Linked DNA regions of Mus musculus: region 1 is linked to region 2. Evidence: chromatin contacts called from public Hi-C data. All regions are on one chromosome and are shown on one strand. The core of a region is the stretch at or near the end of the contact, and the rest is flanking DNA. Distances in the headings are between cores, read along the strand shown.

Region 1 (7,760 bases), core at 2,717-5,216, 240 kb after region 2:
TGCTTAAGCTGGAGCCTCACTTATTCTGATTCTCTAAGGACAGAAAGATCTTCTATCATCATGCTGAAATCTTTCACTTTCTGCTCTTCTGCCTTGTTCCAGTGAACTTGGACTTTCCTCTAACGAGTAGTCCTGTCTGTTTAAAGGGCATCAAAATGGCAATTGGGACTTTTTTCAGTGTTCCATGTCCAGTTCTTGAATGCACCAATACTTACTTCCAAGTCTTCTTAAGACTGCCTCCCAAATAATGCCTGGGTATGCTGGAACCAGCTCGGGATTAAGAGTTGTATTTAAGCTAGGACTAAGCCAAGCAATATTTTTATTTGGCTCCTGATCTACCATACTTTCGATGACTACCTATAGAATGCCTCAGCAGGCTATAAGTATCTCATTGTAAGATGATCCATAACTCCCAGGAGCCGCATCGTGTACTGGACCTGCCACCTATCACAGGTAAATACATACATTCCTTTTCTATGATAATGTCACCTGCATGTCATTCTCACCTTTGAGCCCTCCAGTTATCAGTTGAAATTCTGTGGGAGTCTCTGTGACCACCAGGACTGGCAGAGTACCCATCTGCTAGAAGCAAGAAGGAATCCGGTTCAGTATGACTTAGATGGTGCTGGCCCCAACCTCTAGAGTGTGACCCTGAGCAGTTGATTGCCAGCATATTCAAGCACAGAATAATTTGGAAAAAAAAAAAACAATTTCTGGTGTAATACAGTCTCATGAGCACAAGGAAACTCAACTCAAATCCATGCCACATCTTCCAAGAAGATGGGTTCTAGAGATAGGCTACATGTATTATCTTAAAGGCCTAGCAAAGGATCTGATATGGTCTCAGTCGTACAGATAGTGTAGATGTCATTTCTGCTGTTAGCTACCTCTGGTCCTGGTTGTGAAAACTTAAGAGCACCCCTGGCAATACAAATAATGCAGAGGCCATTTACTACTAAGCACCTCCAGACCTGCACATGATAGATAATACAGATCACCAGGCTATTGAGCAATCAATCACCTTCATTCCCAGCCTTCTGGGTAGAAAACAGGTTATACATATTTTTTCCTTGAAAAGACAGCCCTGTGTATTTAACATTCCTGGTTTCCCTAGAGCTATTTGTACACACAGGAACCTCACAACAAAAATCCATCTTTGTATTCTTCAGATTACAATGGGCAGGGGTTCGGCATGTTCTTTCTGGCTTCCTTCCGCATAACTAGGGACAAGATGGAATGTTAGGAAAGCAAAGAAAGTGATGTAAGCGGCAAATCTGCTGATGTGGACCAGAGAGCTCTCTTCTGCCTCTCTAGTCTCAGCATCCCATGACATGACATCAAGCTCACCTGGTTCCTCTTTGCAGGCAGAATGCAAGCTGAGTATTCTGTAGGGTAGTATTGTTGTTTCATAAACACTTTCCTAATTTCTATAACCAAACCCATACAGATATTGCCCTACATATTTAATAGTGTTACCCTTACAAATGGAAAACAGTTGAGTTTGATATTTCTTGATCAATATTGCTGTTCTTTTCTGCACAGTGATAACTGAATATTTTCTGCACAGTGATAACTGAATACAGTTAACTGGGATGCTTTTTTTTTTCTAAAACAGAGTACAGCTAAAGTTTCAAAAAATTCAAAGTGTGTGTGTTTGTGCATCTGTGCTTTATGCTGCTGGTGTGTGTGTATGTGTGTGTGTATGTGTGTGTGTTTCATGCTGTGTGTGTATGTCTATGCATCTTTTTGCTTCATCTGGCTGGTGTATAGGAATGGGGTTTTAGCCTAATGGGATGGGGGGTGGTTGTTTTGTTCTTCTGAAGGTCTTAGGATCAAGGCTCCTTAGCCTTCCTCATAAGCTGAGCATCTCCCTAAGTCCACTGGGCACTCACTCTGTAGAAATGGTGGAGAGGTGGAGTGCCTGAGATGAGCCCCCAAGGGCAAACACTGGAACACATTTAATGATGATTATCTGGAGAGACATGTGTGTCCATAGGTGCATTCACACTTGGAGTGAAAACACTCGGTCAGTGAAGACCTTGGACTTGACCCAGACAGAGACTGCAAGCTGCCCAAAGCTCATCCCACAGCAGGACCACTAAAAATGCTTCTGCCTGATATCCCTGCCCTGGGGACCACACTGTGCTGTGAGGGATAAGAATGACTTCTCCCTCTGGGGAAGGAACAGATGTCATACTCTGCTGCCCAGATGACCTCCCTCCTGCATGAAGAGCCCTTAACTACACTGTGTCCACCTCCAGTTCTGCCAGCAGCACCAACCAGAAAGGACAGAAGAGCAGGCAGAACTCCTGTACTCAGAGCTCACATGGATCTGAATTCTTAGAACACAGAAGGCTGGAAGTGCCAGGCTGTTCTGCACAGCAAACACCCAGTGAGCCATTTCACAGCTGTTCCCAAATAGGTGGGTTCTGATTCTGCTTACCTTTCCGTGTCAGGCCCTTGAAGAAAGTGGATACAGCAGTTCCCACTGCTACTCTCTAGCATGCCTCGCACCCTGCCCTTCTATTTGCGTGACCTCGATACTCTCCATTTACCCCAAAATGTCCTCAGCCTCAATGTCCCTCAAGCTGTCCACTAAGGTAGGCCATGTTCTTCCTTGGCCAGAGTGAAAGTTTGTGTTACTGGGGAAATCCCTACGGTGACAGTAACACTGCACCCCTGCAACCTCCTTGGCCCCACTGACAGGGGCTCCTTGTTGCTTTACCCATGGTCCTATGCACCCCAAGGGCTCCAGAGGCTCATCCTGCAGATATGTGTGTTCCCCAGCATCTGTACCTCCACTTGAGGTGCTTGGAGCAGGTCCTCGGTGTGTCTGAGGGCTGCTTGGCCACTTTTAAACCTGACCTAGATGTCTTTTCCCATTCTGCACAAGTTCTAAACCTCTCTGGGCCTCCAGCCCTTGCTCAGACATGGTCTGGGCTTCTCTAAGGAAGCTGAAAGGAGACACCTAAGTTGACTTCCCTCCTTTCTCTTTTTTCCTGGACCTACCTTGCGCCCCCCACCCCCTGCCTCAGCTGTGTGAATTCTTGCTCAATGGAGACATAACGAACATCTACATCCCCATAAAGTTCTAATGACAAAGATATATGTAATTCTACCAAAGTTCAACTAGGGAGTTTATTGGCCTTACCTACAGAACATGGGTGAGGGATTGTATATAGGAGCTTGGGTGACCCAAAACAGCTACACTGCAGTCTTCACCCAGCATGGATGGTGGTGTCCCCAATAGTCACACAGATACAGCTTCCTTTAGTCAACTGTCCCCAGTCTATGTACTCCAAGCCACATAAAATTAGGGAAGAATTGCAAACAAATGGCTAGGACAGATGGCTGGAATCCCAGGTAAGGGTTCAATGACTCTCCCTATTCTGTACTCTTAGGGAATGTGCTCAGTCCACAGACCGGCTGGTGGGCACAGGATGGCTGAGCTGCTGTTTGCTTGGAGAACCAAGTTCTTCAGCATCCCTGCAGCTCCTCAGCATCTTGGGGCCTTGTGCTCTGTTCTGCTCCATTTGAGCTGGGCTTGCTGTAGTCCATCCACCTCCTGCTCCTCCAGGCAGGCTCCATCCTACAGTCCCCAGTACCCTCAGAAGGTGAGTGACCACACAGGCCTGGTTGAGAAGATCCCACAGGCTCGGCAGAGGGGTCATTTCTAAGACAGCCCACCAGAATTCAGTGAACCAAGAGTAAGCAATCCAGTCTTGCAGAGTTGATTGACTTAAGAGAGGAGAATGTTCCACGGGGCCGGAAGCTAATCCAGAAAAGGGAAGGTGCCCTGACCCAGTGTGTGGAGGTTGGGAATCCTCCCTTCCAGACATAGCTTTGCTCTGTCTGCTCGATGGAGTGTTCTTCCACCTCCAAGGCAAGCCCTTGACTATTCTCCTTGTCTGCTCCTCTGACCTCCCGAGGCTGCAGATGCCATGAGTCATTTCAATACCGACTCTTCCACACTTGCTCTTGGCAGCCTCCCCGGAAATAAAATGCTTTGCAAGATTAGTATTCACCACAAAGAATGTGTTTCTCCATTTTTTTTTTACAACTCATTTTTTAATCTCAATGGTTTCAGCTTGTTGCAACCACAATGTGTTACAATTAAATATTAGAAGCGGAAGCAGAGGGGGAAAGGTTGCCTTGACAAAATTTATGTCAAATATTGAAGCTTACAGCAGAACAATGAATCACCGTATTAGTTTCTATAGACATGCAGCTGCTCACACAATAGGCTTGCAAAAGTACCTGTCCTTTCACAGAGCAGCATGTCTGCGGACTTGAGCTAAGCTTCCAGGATACTCATGGCTTTTATCCCCAGGGGTTTGGAGGGGAGTCAGGCAGGAGGCTATGGTCCTCATCGCAACATCTTCTGTGCACGGATAGGAGGGCTATCCAGTGTCTGTGCTCATGAGAATCAGTCATTTTTATGACTGTGGTGAGCTAACGTTGAGTCACCAACTCTTCTGCCTGGATACATCTTCAAGGCAGTGCTGAGGAAATAAATTGGGAAAGTCATTGGAAAATTATTACCTGAAGTCAAGATTCCAGATATTTTACCACGGGCTTAGAAAATTAATTTTCTTCTTCCTCCCTCCCCCTCCCTCCCTCTGCCATCTCTCCCTCCCTCCCTCCCTCCTTCTCTCCCTCCTTCTGTCCTGCCTTAAAGCTCAGTGACAGACACAAGATCCTAAACTCTGATGGAACAGCAATGACTCCGCCAGCCTCTCCTTGCCTTCCACACACAAGAAGCTGACGGTGATCACCAGAACCTCGGTAAAAAGGCCAAGCACACAGCTTCTGGGAAGCCATTGGTTCTAAAAGGTGAAACCTTACCTGTCCTTTTAACAATTGATTCCAGCACAAAATCCACTTCCAACATGAGAACAGAGTTAAGCTGCTAAAGGAAACCCTATCTTAAGCTGGATGCATACACGTAGGTGGAAGACAGTGGCTTCTGTCTGGTCATACGATGATCCCCCTTCCTGAAAATGCTGAGAGCAAACTCACATGTATACTGATGCTCATGAACCTATCCAGCATTATTATATGCAAGCATGTATCTATTTTTATCAAGCAACCTGAAGTATATGATGCATTCCATTTTGAGACAGCCCATCAACAGGTTTGGCAGTATGTGGGGCTTATTTCCAGCAGACTCTCTGAGGTAAGAGCTATAGAAGGACTGTGGGCAGATCTCTTCTTGGTCTCCAAGAGGTACTGAAACAAAGAAATACAAGTGTGTGGTTTCTGACACAGTCCTGGAGTCTAGAAGCCCAAAGCAATGTCAGCATCCCCACTCCTCTGAGGCTCTGGCATAACTTACTTGCCTATCTCAGCTTCTATGGGTCGGGCCATCTTCTGGGTTCACTCATCAGTTGCTTTTCCTGTTCCTGGGACAAAATATTTGGCAGAAGCAGTTAAGAGAGAGGTTTATTCAGCTTATGATTACAGAGAGTCTGGGCCGTCATAGCAGCAAAGTCATGGCAGCTGGTCAGAACTAACTGTTGCAACAGGTGTTAAGTGACAGCTTCCCATGTCCTGGTGACCTGAAAATCAAACAGCTCTAACTCTCAAAGGCTTAGCACTCACAAATAGGCAGGTTCTAGAACCTTCTGAAACAGGGCAACCAGCTGGGTACTGCAGGAGCCTGTAGGGGGCATTTGAGATGCAAGCCATATTAAACAGTGTGTACTGTGGGAATAGCGTCCCAGTGCAGGGGATGATGGGTGGTGCCGGGCATGTCTGCAACCATGGCTTCGGGAGAACTGCTCTCAAGGTCGTACCTCTGGCACTGCTGATCAACTGTTTTCTCAACCAGCTCAATTCTCCAGGGGATGTTAGAGGGAAGGGGGACAGGCTGGCACCAGCAGAGAAAAACTATGTACCCAAGCAACTAAGAGACTTGAGAAGGATGGAAGGGTAGGAGGGCAAAGTGCCTGGGAATGGACAGCACTAGAACTTCATTGGTTCACTAGGGCAGTTGTAACAGAGAACCAGTGACTGGCTTGAAAACAGTGCCTCTCCACCCTGGAGGTGAATCCATGGTCAGGGTGTCAATAGGACCAGTGTCCGAGGGCTGCAAGGAGACCTCTGTGCCAAGGCTTTTCCCTGGCTTCTGGAGGCTGCCGGCGGTCTTTTGTGTTCGTTGGCCTGAATGAACATTGTTCCGAGCTCTGCTTTAATTCATCATCATGCATGACCTCCTCCCTGCATGCTTCTGTGTATGAATGTCCCTTTGCAAGAAGAGTGGTCATATGGAAATAGGGCCCAGCCCTAGCTTAATGTGACCTCATCTGTTTAATTCATTGGTGCCAACCCTCTTTCAAAGAAAGTGATGTCAACTTGGATGGAAGATACAATGTGGCCCATAACAAGGCCTTCTCAGGGAGCAACTATGACCATACCTCAGCAACGACCTCAGGGAACTCTGGGAACTGGGAGGTCCAGGAATTCTACTCACGTTATTGAAGGCCTGGCTTGGAATTCTGACACTGAACAGTCTCGTCATAGGGGCTTGTTAGCTTAGCCTGCATTTTGAACTAACCATGGCCTCTAGGACCTGTTCCGTTGGTGTGTATATCAACAACAATGACTCATGGAAGCTGTGAGCCTGAGATGAGTGTGCATGGGCAGGTAGGTTTGTTGCTCCTCTAGGGAACTGGATTAGGCACATCTTCTTCTACTGAGGCCAAATTAAGCAGTCCTCTACTACATATGTGCCAGGGGCCTCAGACCAGCCCATGTATGCTCTTTGGTTGGTGGCTCAGTCTCTGGGAGCTCCCCGGGGTCCAGGTTAGTTGAGACTGCTGGTCTTCCTATGGGGTCGTCCTTCCCTTCAGCTTCTTCAATTCTTCCCCTAATTCCTCCTTAGGAGTTCCCAACCTCAGTCCAATAGTTGGCTGTGAGCATCTGTGTCTGTCTCAGTCAGCTGCTGGTAGGGCTTTTAGAGGACAGTCATGCTAGGCTTCATCTGTAAATACATCATAGCAGAGATAACCCCAGCCAGGTCTTGAAGGCTATGGCTGATGCTTTTTGCTGACACCACCTCTGACCATTCCCTTGGGTGAGGCTTCAGGATTTTTGCCTCAGGTTCCACCCTTTGGGTTCATTAAAAAGTCCTGGTACCAGGTGCTGAGTCTCCTAGGGTAGTTTAGCTCTGGCCTTGGTCCAGTGAGGTGACCGCCCACTTGTGGCTTGTAACTTCCTCAATTGATCATCTTGAGTCCCAGAATACCTTAGATTTCAGGCCATGGACTACCTTCTTCCCTTCCTCTGTGTCCTCCATATTTCTTGGCTCCCCTTTGGGTAGCCCTTGAAGAACTACTGACCCCTCTGCCTAGCGCCCTACTTAAGGGCCTCTTAACATACCTGCCTTTGCTGTCAAATTTGTCATAACCTTTAATCAATCAAAATGGCCACCCAGTGGCACCCTAGAGCCCAACATTATCGGGGACCTCTGAAACTACTGCCACTAATTGGGGAAACAGAAAAATTTCCCGTTCCCTGTTTTTTTTTTCTGCTCCAAATTCAGTTTGTTTTTGTCTCATTTCCCAACACTGTGTAATCATCCTGTCTTTAATTTACAGTTAATGTAAATGTAAATTTGTTGCAAAGTGGGGGCCTAAGCTGGTCCTGGATAGAAGGGAGTTGAGCAAAAGAGCAGCCCCACTGCAGCAGTACACACCCACAACACTCCTATTCTCACAGCAGGCAGCACCCACTCTAAACCCAGTCTCCAAAGGTCTAAG
Region 2 (7,665 bases), core at 1,321-3,820:
TTTGTGTTTCTGTCCCATGAAAGACAACTGTGTGTCCACTGAAAACAGGGTCATATTCTTTGTGTGGTGTCCTGGAAAAATACACAATCATTCTAAAACTCCAAATATTTTTTTACTATAAGGCTCATTAAAGAATTTGAACTTAATTCTTATATTCTAACACCCTGGTTAGAAATGTCTGTAACGAGTATTCTAATAACCTTGATTGCAGCTTCAGTCCAATCACTGAACTACTAGCCTGGGGTTCTTGACTGCTCTTTTACTGGAGTGTCTCTCTGGACACTCCAGATGACACTTATGAAATGTTTGTTTCCAAGCCTCCTTTGGTGATTTCTCAATGCCACGTTTGCTGTAGAGCTACCAACCTTCCAGCTTTAGTAACTATAAAATCTTCACCACAAGCTACTGCGTCCTGCTTGAGCGCTGTTCCGTTCATGGAATTATCTCAATATATTGCTTCTGCCGTTCCCTCCTAAAAACTAAACAAACAAACAAACAAACAAACAACAACAAATATGGTCCTTCTGATTTTTAAAACTGTAGCTTTATAGCTGGTGACACATGCTTGTAATCCAGGTACTTAGGAGGCAGAGGCAGGGGGATTGATGCAAATTCAAGGCCAGCCTGGGTTACAGAAAGTTCCAGACCAGCCCCACTACACAGTGAGATCCTGACTGAGAAACTTTTAATTTTTCTGTAAGCGCTTCACATCTGCTTTGAACATGTCAGGTGGATGCAACCATCAGTGGACTCCTTAGACAAGGGCAGCAGTTTTCATTTCTAATAGCAGCTGTCTGTTCTCCTACATCCTCCTCCTTAATGTCTAAAGTTTTCACCCTTTTAGTTATTTGGCTGTTTCCTTCACAGCACAAGATCTCTATCCACATCGATGCTTCCTTCCCTTCACCTCTGTAGGTGCTCTCAGTCTCCCACCCAGGCCCTTAGGTGCTCTGTGACCACAGATTTTCTGAATTAGTGATGTAATACATTTGGTTACATCAATTTTCAACCAATATACCACTGGATCATATAATATATTTAGGACTAATTTTCCTTCTTGCAAAAATTTTTTTTTTGTTTTCCCTCCACTTAATAGGTGTTTCATGTTTTCATTTGGTGGTCTATTTTCCACACCATGGAGGAAGCCCCAAACCCTCCACTGGAGCGCTAGTGTTTTCAGAATTCCTGGATCCCAGGGGTTCCCCCTGGGTATCTCCTAAGATCTCACAAGAGGTCTTTGGAGTCCTCTGTCCTTCTTCCACTTGAGGATCTCTCTTCATTGTTGATTTGGGGACTTTCTTGCCCATTATTGAGCTGGGATCTGTTTCCTGCATCCCTTACCTTCTATTTCTTGGCGTATCCTTCATCTCTCTGAAAAATCTTCTCCAGCAGCACTCTAGATATACAATTCCTTACAGTAAGGCATGGGGCGTTTGTGTATTCAAAAAACTATTTCAATCTACATGAATTCCTTGTCTTAGTTAGGATTTCCATCGCTGTGGAGAGACACCATGACCAAGGCAAGACTTATAAGGACATTTAATTGTGGCTGGCTTATGGGCTTAGAGGTTTAGTCCATTATTACATTGGCTGGAAGCTTGGCAGAGTGCAGGCAGGCATGGAGCTGGAGACGGAACTGAGTATTCTACATTTTGATCCCACTGCATCCAGAAGACTGTTTTCCATGCAGGTAGGATGAGGGTCTCAATGCCCACTCTGACAGTGACACATTCCCTTCAACAAGGTCACACCTCCTAATAGTGCCACTCCCTCAGCCAAGCATATTCAAAGACATGATCTATGGGGGCCAAAGCTATTCAAACCACTACACTCCTTTGGACCTGTTTTCATTTATTCATTTCTTCCCTAATGACTGGTCAGTGTTTAGGCAAGTGTCTAATTTTCCTGCATTGACAGGCCTTTCCTTTCCTTCAGGGGTGTGAGGCATGCACTATCATCCCTTGGACTTGAAAACTCTGAAGAAATTCTGACCACAAATAGAATTAATTTTCTTCTTCATAGAAGCTTTTAAATTTTCTCCTGACCTCATTATTTCAAATTTTGTGATGGTATGCCTTGATGTACATGTTTTTTAATTTATTCTGGCTATTTGATATTTTTATTTTCCAACAACCTAGAAATGCACAACATCCTTTAATTTGTGAAAACGATCCTTCATGATTTCTGTTTCTGTTGAGACATAAACCATTTTCTAATTATTTTCTATTTTCCCTATTTTCTTACATTTCCATTTCTAAAAGTAATCTCTCTGTCTCTGTCTCTGTCTCTGTCACTTTCTTCCCCTCTGTTTCTGTCTGTTCTCTCTGTCTCTGTTGTCTGTCTCTTCTTTCTTGCTGTCTCTCTCTGATGGTCTCTATGTCTGTCTGTCTGTCTCTTCTGTCTGTCTCTGCCTGTTTCTGTTTCTGTCTCTATCTCTGTCTCTCTGTTTTAGCTTTTTCTAAGAAGGCTTTCCTGTCCTCAAATTGTTGCTCAGCTGTCTGCCCATGGTTAGTGCTGTGGTCTTTGTGGCAGAGTCATTCAGCCGAGCTGTCATAGGTTTTGTCACGTGTGTGTGTGGGGAGTGTTGTTGGAGACTTCTGATACAAGTCTTTCATGAAGATTCTGAGTTTGGTCCCAGGCAGAGAGCTGCAAGCTCTGTGGCAGCCTGCTGTGAAAACTGGGAGCAGGCTCCACCTGTGGAGGAGGTGCCCTGCAGTCGTGGAGCTGGTGACCTCCTGGTTCCTCTTGGACAAGGAAGGAAAGGTGCCTCTTCCTCTGGCCATGGCCTGTGCCAGTGCTTGGGGCCCAAAAGAGGAGCTGGATTTCAGCTTCACTTGCCCTTTAGCACCGGCTCTGTTCCAGCCCAGTGCAATGGCTGAGCAGGTGCTTTGTGTGTGGGCACAGGGAAAGACTATAGCAGAGTGTCCCCATACCATCTTAGCACAGGAATCCAGCTTGATGGCACCATCTTAGCACAGTACTCTCCCTCTGTGTGTGTACTGTGGGCCCCCACCATCTTAGCACAGTACTCCAGCCTAATGCACCTATTGTAGAACTTTCTCTCTGTGTGTACTGAAAATCAAGTAAGCTCTGCAAAGCAATCAATGTTCCACAAGGTGAGGGGGCATTTGAGACCCAGTGGTGTATGTGCTTCCGAAAGAGACTGCACATCCTCTTGCCAGCTCCCACATCCAGAAAAGCCTGGTGTTCCCAACCCTCAACCGTCAAAAATATTTTTATTATAATCTATGTATGGGTCTCTCTCTGTCTCTGTCTCTGTCTCTGTCTCTCTCTCTCTCTCTCTCTCTGTGTGTGTGTGTGTGTGTGTGTGTGTGTGTGAGCGCGCGCTCTTGTGTGTGTGTTTGTGTATATGCAGCCGTGGAGGTCACAGAACAATTTTTGGGAGGTGGCTCTCACCATCACGTGGGTCCTGGGAAATCCAACTTGGGTTGTCAGGCTTGGTGGCAAGCTAAGCCATCTTGCAAGGCCTAGCCCCATAGCTTTCAGGAGGCTGTGCACTGCACGCAGGTTGCTTCAACTTCCTCTGTAGTTGGCTGAGAACTTTGTTGTCTGATCTAGTAACTTGGCTTCCACTCCTCTTTCAGATTATTAATAGTCCCTCTACAACTCTACATCTGTCATTTATATTCCTACCAATCGTTCACGTTTCTTCTATCAGTTATTAACCTATCTCTGTTTATTTTATCATTTGGAGACCGCTCTACTGAGATATGATTTGTGATAGTTTGAATGAGTAAGACCCCCACAGGCTCATATATATGAATGTTTGGTCCAGAGTTAGGGGAACTACTTGTTGGAAGAGGTTTAACATTACGGATGAGCTTTGAGGTTTCAAAAGCCCACACCAGGCCCAGTTTCTCTCTCTATGCCTTCTGCTTCTGGGCTAGATGTAAGCAAGCTCTCAGCTACTGCTCTAGCACCATGCCTGTCTACCACCACACTCCCTGCTATGATGATCATGGACTTAACCATGAAACTGTAAGCAAACCTCCAATTAAATGCTTTCTGGTGTAAGTTGCCTTGGTCATGGAGCCTCCTCAGATCAATAGGACAGTGATTAGGTGAGACTTACTGAGCTATCCATATTTAATGTATACAGCATGGTATGGTTAGAAATGAGTATATAATTGTGAAAATATCAACCCGGAAAGGTTACATGTACATCACTCCCCAGAGTTTCCCCTACCCTAGTTATCTATGCATATGCGTGTTTAATTTTTGTGATAAACGTACTAAGCATTAGAGCTATCATCTTGTGCTGGAGAGTCACGATAGTGTACTGCTCATGCAGAAGACCTGAGTTCAGTTCCCAGTACCCACTTTGGTGACTCATAGCTGCCTGTAACTCTGTCTCCAGAGAATCTGACACCTCAGGGCTCCAAAGGCATAATACACAGAGACTTACGAAAGTAAAACAAAAAACAAAAAACCAAAAAACTACCATCTTAGAAAGTGTCTAGTGTACAATACAGTGTTGTTGACCCATTAGTGTTGTGTAACTGAACAGTGTGCCCCCTGACCATTGATTCCCCCACCCTGTGCCCCACTCCCACCCCAGCCATGGGAATGCCTACTGTGTCCTCTGTTTCACTATCCTCTGTGTTTGGCTATTTTAGATTACATAGGTGTCTGTTTGGCTTCTTTCATTTTATAACTTGTCCTCTAGGTCTATCTGTGTTCTAGTAAATGGCAAAATTTCCTTCTGTTTTTTCCCCTGTTTTCTCATTTATATGTGTGTAGTATGCATATGTGTGGATACATGTGTGTATATAGTGAACATGAACATATATGTACTTGTGGTAGCCGAACTTTGACAGTGGGTGTTTCCCATGATTCACTGGGGCAGGGTTTCTCCACTGAACGTTGTCAAAGCAGGGACTGAGCTCTGCTGAAGGAAGAAGAAGAAGGACTGTCATGAAGAAGCAGAAAAATTCCAGGAATGTCAGGCCGTCTGTGCTGACCTACTTTGTCCAAGAGCAAAATGAGTTCTTCACATCTTTAAGATGGGAGTATAGCACTTGGAGGCAAAGGCAGGTGGATATCTGAGTTCAAGGCCAGCCTGGTCTAGAGAGTGAGTTCCAGGACAGCCAGAGCTGCACAGAGAAACCCAAAATAAACCCAGTCTCAAAAAACAAAACAAGACAAAACAAAAGATGGGAGAAAATTTGAACTCAGAATGGAACAGCCACTGAAGTTATATTCCTGTGCTCCTGTGGAACTGGGGTTTGGGGGTGCTATCTTCTTCTTTGATCACATTTCAAAGATGTAGTTCCTAGGCCGGGTCATAAAGCTGGCCAAAACCGTAAAAAAATTGTATGTATGCCCCAGAGAGGAGGATGGCAGATTTAAAAGGACATGTTTTCCTGAAGTAAGTGTTCCAAGAAAGGATGAGGCAAGGGGCTGCCAGCAGGAGGAAGACTCAGACCTTCAGTCACGCTAAGGGGAGTGGCAGCCATCTTGGTTTCCCTCTGTTCTGAGAGGAAATGGAGATAACGTCATCAGTAACTCATATCTTAGTCACTAACCCCCAGGCCAGTGCAGGGATCTGGTCCTGTGAGGACAGGAAGCAGCAAGGTGGAAGGATCAATGAGGGGAGCAGAGGAGCCAGTTCTGCTGGCTCGGGGACCTGGGGCTGGCTGGGCTCCTGCCTGCTCAAGCTAGGGGAGGATGTTCTAAGCTTGGGTCAGGTGTCCTCCCTTGCTTCAGAGGAACACTTTCTGGGAGGGTCAGTGCTTATGGCATTTATTTATTTAAAATAAAAATGAGAAATCCTAAACCATACGTTTCACTGGAGAATTTTATGAAGTCTTTAGGTACAACTATCTCATCAGAAAGAATAGTGGGTCTCTTGCCATCCGCAACACCTACTCTCTCTGTCTCTGTCTCTCTCTCTCTCTCATGCGCTCTCTGTGTCTTGTCTGTCTGTCTGTCTGTCTGTCTGTCTGTCTGTCTAGGGGTCTGCATTGTGTGTCGGGGATATGCATGTGTGCAGATGCCAGAGGACAGCCTTTGATGATTGATGTTCCTCAGGAATTAGCCACCTAGTTTTTGAGACAGAGTCTTTCAGTGGGACCTGTGGCTTACTGATTTAGCCAGCTGGTTGGCCAGTGAACCCCAGGGTTCTGTTTGTACAGGCCTGTCTAGTGCTGGGATAGCAACTGCATCCCTTCACAGCCAGCTTTACCAACTGAGCCATCTCTCCAGTGCTCTGGGCCTCAGTTTTGAAGTTAGCTCAGTGGCTCGGCTCTGTCACCTGGGTCGAGGACTCTTCCTCCATCCCCAGGACTTATTTTTCACATAGCAGTTCAAGTGAGTGCTAGACAGTTATTTTATTATTATTTTTTTTAAGAAACAATAACCACAAATGAAAACCCTAAATGTGCAATGTCCCAGACAGATGGGTCCATGCTGCCCAAGCACAATGGGGCCATGTCAAATACAAAATTTGGAGCTCACTGGCCAGGTAGCCTAGCCTAAAGGGCGACACACTGTCTTGAGACTATAAGGCAGAGAATGGTGGAGGAGGACGTCTGACATCCTGCTCTGGTCCTCTACATGGCTGTGGCTAGGCATCCATTCCTGTATATTCCCATGCATGTAGCACACACACACACACACACACACACAGAGTCACAGGCACACACACATATGGATAAATACACACTCTCACACACACAAAGCTTGTGTTTCTACCTTGGCTTTGTTCCTTTACAGTGATGTGACCTTAAAAAAAAGACTGAACCTTTCTGAGCTCTCTTCCCAATGGGATCACATTGCCATTCAGAGGGGTCAAGGAGATTAAATAAGAAAATAGCCTGATCGTCCTGGCAGGGCTCTGCCATGAGGTTGCCAGAGAAAGCACAGGATGCCCAATGGAATTTAAATTTCAGACTAGTAATAAATACTTATTGCAAAACTAAGTGGCCTCCATTTTAGAGATTCACTTTTCTTTTTTAATTACATGTGTGTCTGGTGTCTGTGTGTGGTTTGCCCGTGAGCATGCTGTTGCTCACAGAGAGCAAAGGCATTAGATCCCACTGGAGCTGGAAACTAGGCGGTTGTGAGCCTCTCCTTGTGGTACTTAAAACGGAACTCAGGTCCTTGGTGAGAACAGAAAACACTCCTAACCACGGAGCCAGGCCCTGTGTGCTCTATTCTCTCTGCTAGGGCGGTTCACCTGACCCTGGCATGCTATAGCTATGACGTGGTTCCTCATTTTCACTTCCTCTTGGTCTCATCTAAATATTATCTAAATGTCATTTGAATGATGGGGAGATACAGAGATGGCAAAATATTCCCTAATTCTTATTTCTACAAGTGAAAAAGCCGGGCAGTGTTGGAACATGCCTTTAATCCCAGCACTCAAGGAGGCTGAGTTGGAGGCACAGCTTAGCCTATAGAGATAGTTCCAGGACAGCCAGGGTTACACAGAGAAACCCTGTCTTGGGGCATGCATGCTTGGGAGGGAGCAGATGCAACACAAAAACAAAAACAAAAACAAAATAAAATAACAATAACAAAACCACAAAAACAAAAAGCATTCCTATCTAGACAATTAGAGTTGAGAGTTTGGCGTGTAGCTCAGAGATAGAATGCTACCTTGATGGGCCATTGATGAGTAAGTCACTGTGAGCCCCACTACCC

What was found. Hi-C and Micro-C count contacts between places; a contact is called where the count stands out from the background.
Region 1: a Hi-C map of pre-pro-B cells shows a contact between it and region 2, with 3 times the contacts expected there. The contact joins two enhancer-like sites. A contact is called at or near these places in 1 of 39 promoter capture datasets (neural stem cells), 7 of 15 datasets of contacts at CTCF or cohesin (CD8 T cells, the NIH/3T3 cell line, embryonic stem cells and 3 more), 145 of 484 Hi-C or Micro-C datasets (the AML12 cell line, B cells, the BV-2 cell line and 72 more) and 18 of 115 datasets of contacts at active chromatin or transcription factors (the HPC-7 cell line, Th17 cells, acute myeloid leukemia and 10 more).

What each region holds. Positions count from the first base shown.
Region 1 is chr1:106,397,060-106,404,819 of GRCm38.p6, forward strand. No RefSeq gene overlaps it. Among named protein-coding and RNA genes, the nearest start is that of Gm41928, 120 kb to the right of the region's middle. Within about 2 kb of position 3,967, at least 106 of the 459 cell types and tissues checked have an H3K27ac peak or open chromatin away from gene starts, as enhancers often do. A contact at or near this core is called in DN2 thymocytes and pre-pro-B cells, where this site is marked.
Region 2 is chr1:106,155,606-106,163,270 of GRCm38.p6, forward strand. All of the region lies in intron 2 of Gm20753 (predicted gene, 20753), which reads right to left. Among named protein-coding and RNA genes, the nearest start is that of Gm20753, 12 kb to the right of the region's middle. Within about 2 kb of position 2,571, at least 26 of the 459 cell types and tissues checked have an H3K27ac peak or open chromatin away from gene starts, as enhancers often do. A contact at or near this core is called in DN2 thymocytes and pre-pro-B cells, where this site is marked.